2 separate regions of the Rattus norvegicus genome follow, and region 2 is linked to region 1. Evidence: chromatin contacts called from public Hi-C data. All regions are on one chromosome and are shown on one strand. Each heading gives the region's core, a stretch centred on a gene start, on an enhancer-like site or on the middle of the called end of the contact. The rest is flanking DNA. Distances are from core to core; before and after follow the strand shown.

What was found. A called contact is a pair of places that touch in the nucleus more often than the background predicts.
Region 2: a contact with region 1 is called in a Hi-C map of liver, with 3 times the contacts expected there. The contact joins the promoter of Ufsp2 here to the promoter of Cfap97 in region 1. A contact is called at or near these places in 1 of 12 Hi-C or Micro-C datasets (liver) and 1 of 1 datasets of contacts at active chromatin or transcription factors (oligodendrocytes).

The regions. Positions count from the first base shown.
Region 1 is chr16:52,853,790-52,859,638 of GRCr8, forward strand. It overlaps Cfap97 (cilia and flagella associated protein 97), which reads right to left and starts at 3,211. Exons shown (of 6, transcript NM_001014001.1): 1 at 3,084-3,211.
Region 2 is chr16:53,021,365-53,027,213 of GRCr8, forward strand. It overlaps Ufsp2 (UFM1-specific peptidase 2), which reads right to left and starts at 2,228. Exons shown (of 12, transcript NM_001014142.1): 1 at 2,190-2,228. It overlaps Cfap96 (cilia and flagella associated protein 96), which reads left to right and starts at 2,259. Exons shown (of 8, transcript XM_006253170.4): 1 at 2,259-2,363; 2 at 4,109-4,285. The coding sequence starts at 4,186.

The DNA of each region.
Region 1 (5,849 bases), core at 1,961-4,460:
GTGTGTGTGTGTGTGTGTGTGTGTACTGGATTAAGAATAATATAGATTAAGTAAATTGAAGGGATATAAATGTTGACTTGCTAGAAGAGATTCCACTGCATTGTAACATTTCCCATTGCTATGACAACTACAGTGTATATACAATAATAAGTGAAAATATGCTTTGTGATGAAAAAGGAGAAACTAAACCAGGCATACCCAGGCATAAAGCTCGCTCTCACAGTTTCTAGCGGTGTGACCCAGGGACATGTACAAGGATGCAGATATTACGCTCTGTAACAGGAATGAGTTACAAGTTGTTCTACTAATGTCGAAGAGGAAATAGATACGTAAAATATCAAGATCACATAAAAAGATACATTAAGATCTATAAAGAAATAGTGTTGAATTAAAAATCAGGACTGAATGAGCAACAATAAAGTAACAGTAAACTATGCTGCACTCTTCAGTAGGCACACATAAAGAAAGAGTCATAAACAATGGTTTGGAAGAGCACACATTAGAAATTTAGGCATATAAATATATAATAAAAAGGAGGGCCTAAAACTGAGGAAATGCCAGTTAGGGCAGGGTCCCCAGAATATTACTGATATCATTCTAGGCACTTGCATTAAACGAGTCAAAATATTCACTGAATAAATGGAAGATACCTTTATAACCCAATCTGTAGCTCCCCTCCTTAAATGTTATCTGTCTGTCTGTCTGTCTGTCTTTCTTTCTTTCTTTCTTTCTTTTGTAAGATAAAGACCAGAAATAGAGTTGCCTGTTTCCCTCCTCTATCATTTTTGGTTAATAACTTTGCAATTAAAATGGCTTTTATGTTTCCTTAAATTTCAAAAGACGAGTTTCAAAGCACAACCTATAACATTGTAAGCCACGTCAAAACCCAATGTAAGATAAATGCAGTAGGCCATGCTAATCATTAAAGCACAGTAATATAAAAATTGAAAAGTGCATGATACATTTTGAGTAATGTTTCATGAAACATTTCTATCCTTATATATATTGTTTGGTGGGCCTTGATATAAAACCTGTTTCTTATGGGGGGGGGTTCTCATTCATGAGTTTGAAATGTCACCGATCTATAGAAATTTGAAATTGTTACTAAATGGTAATATAAGAGAATTGAAAATTGAGTGGTACTGGAGTTTCAAGTGTTAAGGGCAATATTATAATTACTTCCCAAATGGATAGACCTGGCACTAAATAAACTTAAGAAAACACTGTACTAGCTCTAAAGTAATTTTCTTGAAATTGAAGAATTTCGTAGTAGACCAAAAAAAAAAATCATCAAATTATGAGATAGATTGCAGAATATGAAGAAATAAATGTATCTTAACCATAAACAAAAAGTCATTTTAGGACCACTGAGATCATTGGGTCATTAATTGTCACCAAGCCTGCCAGCCAGAGTTTGATTCCTTGGATGTACAGGATGGAACAGGAGAACTAACTCCTCCAGGTTTTCCCAACCTCTGCAAATACTAATGTATCCCCTGATTAAATTTATTAAAGAAAAAAAAAGCAATGGTTACAATAACAGAAGTTCTTATTAATGATTTGCTCAGAATCAGTACATCTTACTAACCGGCACGTAACATCTTACTGAAGTGTATGTTTAATTTTATGCAGAAGTAGGTTGGTTGAGATAGAAAAGCTTAAATAGCTTCAGTGATCCACCTGGGGGGAGGAGAGGGCATAGGCCTGCATTTATAAGTCTGGTGCTAAGATGGTGGGTCTTTAAGGATTTGCTGGCCAGCCAGTCTACTTCGTGAGTTCCAGGCCAAATAAGATCATTTCTCAAAAGAAATGGTGAATGGCACCTGAAATTGTCCTGTGGCTTATCTAATTTGTTTCCAGGGTCCAACGGCAGAACCTGAAGAGAATAGATTTGTCTCAAACTTTGCCTACAGTAGTCTCCTCATCAGGCTGGATAGAGTTGGCAATGTGCTTATAAGCCAGATATAAGAGAAGCTGAATTAGGAGGATCATCTGAGCTCTGGAGCTAGGGACCATCGGCCTCTGAAAAAGGGGAGAGAGAATAGGATGGGGGCCAGAGGGAGGTATAGCCACTCTTACCAGACTAGGTACTCCAGATGTCTTGTTCACCTTTACATCCACGGTGTCTAAAAAAAAAAGACCTACAACAACTAGGTAAACATTTAACGAATGTTTATCCCACCAAGAGGTCTAGAGACTTAAGGCTCAGCCCAGATTCTTGATCTTTGCTTCCAATGTAAACAGAACAAAACCGTCATGTTTCCAGCGTATTTTGATAACTTTCCTCTCTCCACATGAGAGTTGGCCCACTGCCCAATGTATGTCAAAATTCTAGTGTTTATATTAAGAATTTCTACAGGGCAAGAGTGGCCATACGCACATAAACTTAATTTCCGGGAAAACTTATCTGACAACCTCCCCCCCCACCCCATCACACACACCAATTGCTACTATTCAGCTGACATTCGGGAATAGGCAAGAAAAATTGTAGTTCTATAGGATCGTTAAGAATATCTTACAACACATCGGTAAAGGGTAAACATCAAATGACGGTTCGTGAGACCATAGCAACCCTCTGGTGGGTTTCTGTCAAAGCTACCTGGAAGTTACTTGGATAAAGATAGCAGTGCTTTCACAATACGCCAGAAAGAATACACAAATCACCTGCCATTAAAATGTCATTTTGTACGTTTGTGGTAGTCGATATGTACATAAGTGGGCCCCAGATTAGGTATAGAAAAATATCGGCCCAAACACCTGATTTTCAGGAATTTGTGGCTTCGTCCACGACCTTAGTCAGTACCCTCTTCGGACTCTGGGATGTAGCAGTCAAAAAGACAGTTCCTCAGACCTGTGGGTTCGGGTTCAAGTGCCCGGAGAGGGGCAGCAGTGAGCTCGGACCCCGACTCCACGCCTCCTTTCGCGTCCTGGGGGCCGGGCTACCGTTTTTTTGTTTTTGTTTTTGTTTTTGTTTTTTTGTAGCGGTTACCACGTCCCCCTCCGGGCAGGCGAGGCCGAGGTGGCGGCGGCGTCTAGGGCTGAGGACAGTCTGTGTCCTCCCGTAGAGGTTTGGCGGTACCCACCCTGGGTGCTCGCCTCCGTCGGGCACCGAACCGGGGAAACGGACCCCGAACGCAGAGGAGGGCGTCTCGCCCGCTGGAGACCGACCGGATGCGGAAGCCCGTGAGCCGCTCACCTGGGAACTGTGGCCGCTACCGACTCTCGCGCCGCGCCGAGCGTTCGGGTTCTCGTTCGCTCTGCGCACGCGCAGCCACACCACATTTCTCCCTCCCACGCGTTGGAAGCTAGCGGAGACTCGCGCACACGTGAGCGCGGGCGGAAGCTCCTGGGGAGAGACTCAGCGGAAGGGGAAAGGCGGGGCGATCGCGGAACGGAGTCTCTGCCGAAGATGGTCCTGGCAGCGCTCCTGTCGTCCATAGTTCCAAGAGACCCCGTCACAGTGATGAGGCCTGCACTGTAGGGGCGACAGCTTCTCGGCAGGGCCTCGAGAAGACTTGGGGGCTCGTGGAAAGGAGACCGCCAGGGCCTCCCTGCTGTCCAGGGCATCACCTGCTCGTACAGCCACGACGCTGCGGTAGGTTTAGACATCTGGGATGGTTTCCTACAAAGATGCTGTAATCTTGTAATTCTGTAACAAGACGACAATAATAAAAATGAAGGGCGACTGTGTGTTCGTTCGATTTTATTTCAGCAAAACGCTGTTCACATAAACCAGTCCTGGTGGCGGATGTCTTTAATCTCAGCACTTAGGAGTAGAGGGAGAGGGATCTCTGTGTTCAAGGTCAGCCTGTTCTACATAGTAACTTCCAGGCTAGCCAGGGCTGTATCGTGAGGTGTGTGTCAAAGGGGAAAAAAAAGTTCCAATTCAAGCATAGTTAATGTGCATCAGGGGCAGGTAACCTATGAAGGATGGCCCTTATGATGATGGAGATCCACTTTAAGCAAACTAAAAAATGATCTCTACAGACTGTTAAGTGCCCTAATTTCTTGTTGACACATCAAAGGGTCAGGAATGCCACCACACTCCTGATCTCTATCCCCTAATCACCAGAGTACACGGATATAGTACTTTATATGGCACGGGATTTAGCTGATGCAATTAAATTTACATTATCCAGGAGCTCACTGTGTAATCAATCACTAGGGCCCTTATAAAAGGGAGAGGCAAAAGCTTCCAAGTCAGTTAGTTGTAGGAGCTGTAACACAAAATGGTTGAGTGATGGGTGGAAGAGTCAATGAGCCAAAGAGTGCATGCAGCTCTGGAGAGCTGAAAAGAGGGAAGAAATAGATTCTATCCAGAAAGAACTCAAATCCACCTTGAATTTAGATTTCTGACCTCCACAACTCCCTAATCCAAATAAATGAGTTGCTTTCTACATCTAACTTTGTGGGCGTTTGTTACAGCCATGGTAAGTTCTCACCACTTACATAAAAGTACAAAGCAAGCAAGCACGGACTTAATTAACATTGTAGCCCAGGGTCTACCACTCACTGTACTGTTTTGTCAGAGCCATGACAGAATATCTAACACAATGAGGAAAGATGTATTTGACTCACATTTTTAGAGGGTTCAGTCCTTCATGGCACTACAGAGCAGCAGTTCATGTAATTGTAAGGTTGGAGAATCTGGCCTACATGAAGAGGCCAGGCCAACCTCTATAGCGATACCTCTAGTGACCTTCTTCCACCTAGGCCCCACCTCCTGCCTTTCACTGCCTGCTAATAATGCCAGCATATTATGAATCCATCAAGGATCACCCCATTGATGAGATCAGAGCCCACATGATGTCTCTGGAAATGCCCTCACGGACACACCCAGAGGTGAGCTTCATTATGTGTCTAGGTGTTTCTAATCAAATGTGTGGGTATGATCACAACCACAGCTATCAGACTTAAGAAAGAACTCTTATTTGGAACAGTATTTTTTTTTTTTTTGGTTTTGATTATTAACAATTTTCCATTTTGTTGGGTCAAAGAAAGTATTTCACTTAATTTTAACTAATGAAAATATTTTGTCACTGATTCCCAGGGTAGATATAAAGTATTTGAGTAGACATTTCTCCAAAGAAGATACAAATAGCCAGCAGCTCAAGAAAACACTGAGTATTATGGTTTGAATGAAAATGGCCTCTAAATGCCTGTATATTTGAATACTTCGTCCCCAGTTGGTGGAACTGTTTGGGAAGGATTAGGAGGTGTGGCCTTGTTTGGAGGAGGTGTATCACTGGCTCATATGTTTCAGTACTTGGTCTCTAGCTGGTGGAACTGTTTGGGAAGATTAGGAGGTGTGGCCTTGTTTGGAGGAGGTGTATCACTGGCTCATATGTTTCAGTACTTGGTCTCTAGCTAGTGGAACTGTTTGGGAAGGATTAGGAGGTGTGGCCTTGTTTGGAGGAGGTGTATCACTGGCTCATATGTTTCAGTACTTGGTCTCTAGCTGGTGGAACTGTTTGGGAAGATTAGGAGGTGTGGCCTTGTTGGAGGCATGACACTAGCTTTGGAAAAGGTCTCAAAAGACTTGTACCTCTCTGCCTTCTGCTTTTGGATTAAGACAGGAGTTGTTATCTGTTCCTGTTGCCATGCCTTTGCTCTGCCATCATGGACTCTGAAACTGGGAATCCAACTAAATGCTTTACTTCATACGGTGCCTTGGTTGTGGTGCTTTGTCACAGCATAAACAAAGTCACTAAGACACCACTCATTAAGGAAATGCACATCAAAATCAGTGAAGGCCTGTGAGATGATCATTTCTGGTAGGTAAATGTGCTTGCCAGATGACTAGAATTAGATCCCAGAACACAAAAAGATATCCAGGGCCAGGGAGACAG
Region 2 (5,849 bases), core at 978-3,477, 170 kb after region 1:
ATCCATATGTTGAGTTTCAGGTAACAAATGATATATATAATAAAAGACCTGTATCATAATGTGTGCGTGTGTGTGTGTGTGTGTGTGTGTGTGTGTGTGTGTGTGTGTGTGTGTGTGGTGGGTATCTTGAGGAAAGTTTTCAAAGATTTTATCAAGTTCTTGAAATATGTCTTGAACACTGAAGAATGACATTACACAAGAACCTGTGGTGCTGTGAATGAGAATGACCCCCAGAGGCTCATGTTTAAATTCTTGGTCCTGAGCTGCTGGAACTGTTTGGGAAGGATTGAGAGGTGTGTCATAGAGGCTGGCTTTGGGGCTTCAGAAGCCTCCCACCATTCCTACTATGCTCTCCGCCTCCTGATTGTGGATCAAGCTCTCATTTGCAGCTCCAGAGGCTTCACCATGACATGCCTCTGCTTACCCACTCCTCCCCATAGGCATTAACGTTGGAACTGTTACCCCAACTAAACTCTTGGTCAATTACAGCAATCCAAAAGACTCTAACACAGAAGAACCCTGTGATGGTTTGTATATGCTTGGCCCAGGGTGTGGCACCCTCACCCTAGCTGCCTGGTAGCCAGTTTTCTCCTAGCAGCCTTCAGATGAAGATGTAGCACTCTCAGCTCCTCCTGCACCATGCCTGCCTGGATGCTGCCATGTTCCCACCTTGATGATAATGGACTGAACCTCTGAACCTGTAAGCCAGCCCCAATTAAGTGATGTCCTTATAAGAGTTGCCTTGGTCACAGTGTCTCTTCACAGCAGTGAAACATTCACTAAGACAAACTCTATTCTGAAACAAATGAGCTAGTACTGATACCTACTGCATTAATGACCGAACATTGGGCATATATTGCCTTTGATTGTCAGAACATTATGAAGTAGGTACTGTTGCAGCTTTTTATTTTGCAAATTTCTTGTCACATTTCTGCAGGAGTGACAGCTTTTATTTATTCTATACACTGTAACCTGTTCAAAGTACAGCACATGTCCCAATATCACTCCACTACATTCATTCTAAGTAAACAATGAAAGAGGTTAAAACATAACGTGGTCCATTTATTCTACTGTTGTTTATAAACAACCCTCCCAAAAAAGACTAGAAAATACTGTGAGCACTACCAGTAAGAAGTTTGATAAATTTAGAATACACTATTTGAAGAAAAATACTTACATAAACTGAAGATTGAAAAGATAAGCAAGTATTCAGATACTTACTGTATGATTTTTTGGCTAACATAATCACTTGTGTCTATTCTGTAAATTCGGAAAAAAGATACAGTACTTCCCAGGGTTATTATGACAACTCCTTAAGAAATTGTATGTGAAAGCACCAGGGTCTCTTTAGGCGTTTAAATCGTGATCCTCTATTTAATATAATATTTATGTATGTGTGTGTAATATTTAAGCTGAAATCTGAAGGGTAGGTAGCCCCTAAAAGAAGCCTTAGCAAAAAGACCAAAACAAAAGACCACTTGGACTATGACCCAATTGGATCACAGCAAGGACAGAGGTAAAAGATGTTAAAGACGGTGATAATACAGACATTCAGAAGTAGAACCAACGGATTTGATTATTGATTGTGTGTTCTTAAGGCAAGGCAAGTTTGTTAAGTGTTTGGTGGGCACAAGGAGGGGTGAGGTGGGTTATCAACAGAGATGGAAATTCTGAAGGAAGAGTGCTGCGGGGAAAACAGGAAATGATGAGCCAGCTTTGTATCTGCTGAGTTTGAATGATCTATTTAAATGGAAGCAATTAACTAGATTTATGAATTGGGTTCAGAGAGAAAGCTCAGAATATAAAAGCTGAAGAAGATAATCATCTAAGGTACAGATGGCAGGACCTGGCTGAGCTAGAAGACCGAGGGAAAACTGAGAGGGTTGTGCCACGTAAGCGAAAGGAGTAGACTATTTTAAGGAAGTTAGGCCTAGTTTTTCAAAATCAAAAGCTCTTTTTCACAGGTTCCAAATATGACAGTGTCTTACTGTCAAGAGGCACTGACTGACTCGGTGCGCGTCGCGTGACCAGTGCTGCTAAGGCACAAGCCGCAAGAGATCCAAGAGAGGCAATTTTGCAACGTGACTTTTGGTCCCTCAGGAGCAGATCCTTTTAGGGGCCTGCTCCTAACGGTTGCCGAAGTCCTAGAGGTAAGTACAGGAAGGTCACTGGCAATCAGAATCACTTACCAGGAACCACTGGCGAAGGCAAGAACACCTACTTCGTGCAAGCCAGGGTCGTCCCGGAAGTGACGTCAACGCCCAGGCTCCAGCAGACGGACTACAATTCCCAGAATGCCCCACACCAACCATCTCGGGGCGTACCACCACAGAAACTATTCGCCGATGAAGGGGAAACAAAAGGTTTGGTTTCGAGAGATTTTATTGGCCGAGACTTTTGTATTCTAAGGACTTTCTTCCATCTTCGCAAACGCGCTGTGCTGACTCGAATGTTTTGAGGGCCTCCAGGAGTATGTTGGGAATGGTTTCTTCCGTTCCCACGGCAACATGGCCTAACAAGCGCCAGCTGCAGCTTGTGGAACTGTGCGGCGCGCGCCTCTGCAGCTGTGCCAAAGGCTCAAGCCCGGGCACAGGCGCGTGGCCCCAAGCTCTTCAAGCTCGGCGGTGGCGTGATCCCCGACCCGGGATCTGATCCTGGTTGTGGAATTGATTAGGTGCCTTTTTGGAGAGGTGACTCGGCCTCGCGGACCTGGGTTTTCCTTAGCTACCTGCCAACTTCAAGCCACCTTTCCCTAGAGGGAATAACTTAGACATCAGTTCGTTTATTTTCTGCAGCTTCTCCCTTTAGCCAAACTTTCTTTTTTCTTGGCATAGAAAAGGATTTATTGAGTAAAGTGCAAGGACGTAGTGGGCAGGGCTTTAACAGAAGAACCTTCTTATCCAAACTTTTTGAAGGGAACTTGCCGTATTCTGCTTGAGTGGAAAATCGTCTGCTTGAGACGATTTTCGTGTCTACTTGATTGTAAACCAAGATTTACTCCTATTAACGTCTGTTCTCCTAGTTCTACCTGATCAGAAGGAGAGGGTTGCAAAGCATTTTTTAAAATGTGTGAATAGATGCTTTATAAGTCTTACTTAAGAGTTTAAGGTCGGGACAAAGTTGAAGGCATTGGCTGTGCAAGCCCTGGGGCTACACTGGTAAATAACTAAAGGGGCTTTGGGGTTCTAGCCACCCTGGAGGCTAGACCAGAGGTTCCCTCAATTCCAGGAGTTTCATTCCAGTCTGGGCAGCGTTGCCTCAAGAACGTAGTGAAGAGGATTCAAACTCATACCATGGTTTCTAGCTGTGGAGCCATCAGTTCAATGGGGAAAATAAAGAGTGCCTACTCCACGAATGTTAGATGGCCGTTCGTGAGGTGTTAAACCTGAGAATCTCGAGGAGAAGAGAACAAATCCATGATTGTCCAATTAAAGCAACCTGTATTTTGGGGTGTGCCCCGCCTGTACCAGCCTGCTGGCTGTCTCTAAATTGGAATTCAGAGAGCATCCCTTGCCAGCGCCTTTATGAGGTCCTTTCTATAGGAGGGATAAAGTGTTCACAGGAGAGGGAGAGAGAGAGAGAGAGAGAGAGAGAGAGAGAGAGAGAGAGAGAGAGAGAGAGAGAGAGAGAGAGAGAGAGAGAGAGCTGTTTTACATTTTAAAAACAAAAACAAAACCAGAAAGCAGTGAAAGGGAGGGAACAAAGTTACACCATGTGAATGGGTAGCAAGTTTAGTGTAGGTTGAAAGACATTTTGCAGTTTACATAGGAAGTAACAGATCCATCCTTAATTCCAAATAGAAACCTCAGCTTGGAAGGACTTAACACAGGACAAACAGGAACGTATTCTTTAACTACAAATAGAAACCTTAACCTGTACAGGACAAATAGGAACTCATTCTTAACTGTTTTAACAGCAAACAGAAACGTTAACCTGCAAAGTATATTGTTCCTGGTTTGGTCTCACAAAGGCTATGCACAAGCCGGTCTGATGGGGATTAGAGAGGTGGTATCTAAAAGAAGTGAACAAAACAACCGATCCAGAGACTCAAAATGATTGGGTTTGACATTTAATAATCATTCTTTTCATTCAAAACAATTTCCTGTAGTTTTCAGTGTAAAGTAGGATTTTGCTGTAAAAGAAGATCTAAGATCCTTTGTGAAGGTACCACCCCAAGAAGCAATCATGCCGATAGAAGGCGGGAAAACGGATATGGAGAGGATTGGCCTCTTCAGTGAGATGGAATACATCACAGTGGGCGACAGATATGTGTCACCATTTAATCGTGAGTTTCTTTCGTATTTTTAAATACTTGAATAGCATGTATTTCCAATACAAAAATTTAATTATATGCATAATGTCTTAGAGTTTTACTGCTGTGAGCAGACACCATGACCAAGGCAACTCTTATAAGGACAACATTTAATTGGGGCTGGCTTACAGGTTCAGAGATTCAGTCCATTATCACCGAGGCAGGAGCATGGCAGTGTCTAGGCAGACATGGGGCTGGTTGGAGGAGCTGAGAGTTCTACATCTATTTTTTTAAGATTATTTATTTGTTGTATATATGTGAATACACTGTCTCTGTCCTCAGGCACACCAGAAGAGGGCATCAGATCTCAGTATAGTTGGTTGTGAGCCACCATGTAGTTGCTGGGAATTGAACTCAGGACCTCTGGAAGAGCAGTCAGTGATCTTAACCGTTGAGCCATCTACGTCTTGTTACAAAGGCAAACAGAAGACTGACTTCTAGGCAGCTAGAGTCAGGGTCTTAAAGCCCACACCCACGATGACACACCCATTCTAACAAGACCACACCTATCCCAACAAGGCCACATCTCCTATTAGTACCACTCCCTAGACCAATCATATTCTAGCCTCTCCCTCCCCCCCCCACACACGTACCTCTGGCTGCCCTGGAATTGCTATGCCTTGAATGCACAGAGATCCACCTGCCTCTGCCTCCAGAGTGCTGAGATCAACCATGCCTGGCAATATTTATTTCTAATGGTACATATTTTAGAGCATTAAGTTCTAATGATATTGTGACACTGTGACAACTTGTGATATTGCAGCAGAATTAGGAAAAACTTAATTTTATAAGAGCTCATTTTATAGGGCTTCTTTACTTTCACTTATTTACAATTTTTTTTAGATTTATTTATTTATTTTTATTTTATGTCCATGAGTATATTGCCTGAATGTGTGCCATTTTACCATATATATGCACTGTGCCTGAGGAGGCCAGAAGAGAGTGTTGGATCTCCTGGAACTAGAGTTACAGATGATGGTAGCTACCCTGTGGGTGTGAGGAAACAACTGCTTGTAACCATTGAGCCATCTCTCTGGTCCCAACCTTGTTTATTCTTCATGGGTAATTTTATTTCCTTTCATGGTAACTTAATTCTAGAATAGTGGACATTTGGCTGTTTAATATTTTATTTGTCTATTTAGTGTGTATTTGGCTGCATGTATGTCTGTGTACCAAATGTGTACTTGGGATCCATGAAGGTTTTAAGGGGATATCAGATTTTCTGGACACTGAGGTTCTGGGAACTGAATTCAGGTCCTCTGCCAGAATAAGTGTTGTTAACTCCTGAGTCATCGCTCTAGGGACCCTAGTCCACAGAAAGTGGTTGAATCCACGAAGGGTATCCATTATCACTTGTCTGAAAAAACAAAATGCTCATTGAACATCTGAAAGATCTCTTTGAAAAGCCATAATAAAAAAATCTAAATTAGCTGAGTGTCATGGTCCATTAAAGCAATCCTAGTACTTGGGAGGTTGGAGGCAGAAGGATTGGGAGTTAGGTCAGCCTGGACTGTAGGACAACCAGTCTCGAGAAAAA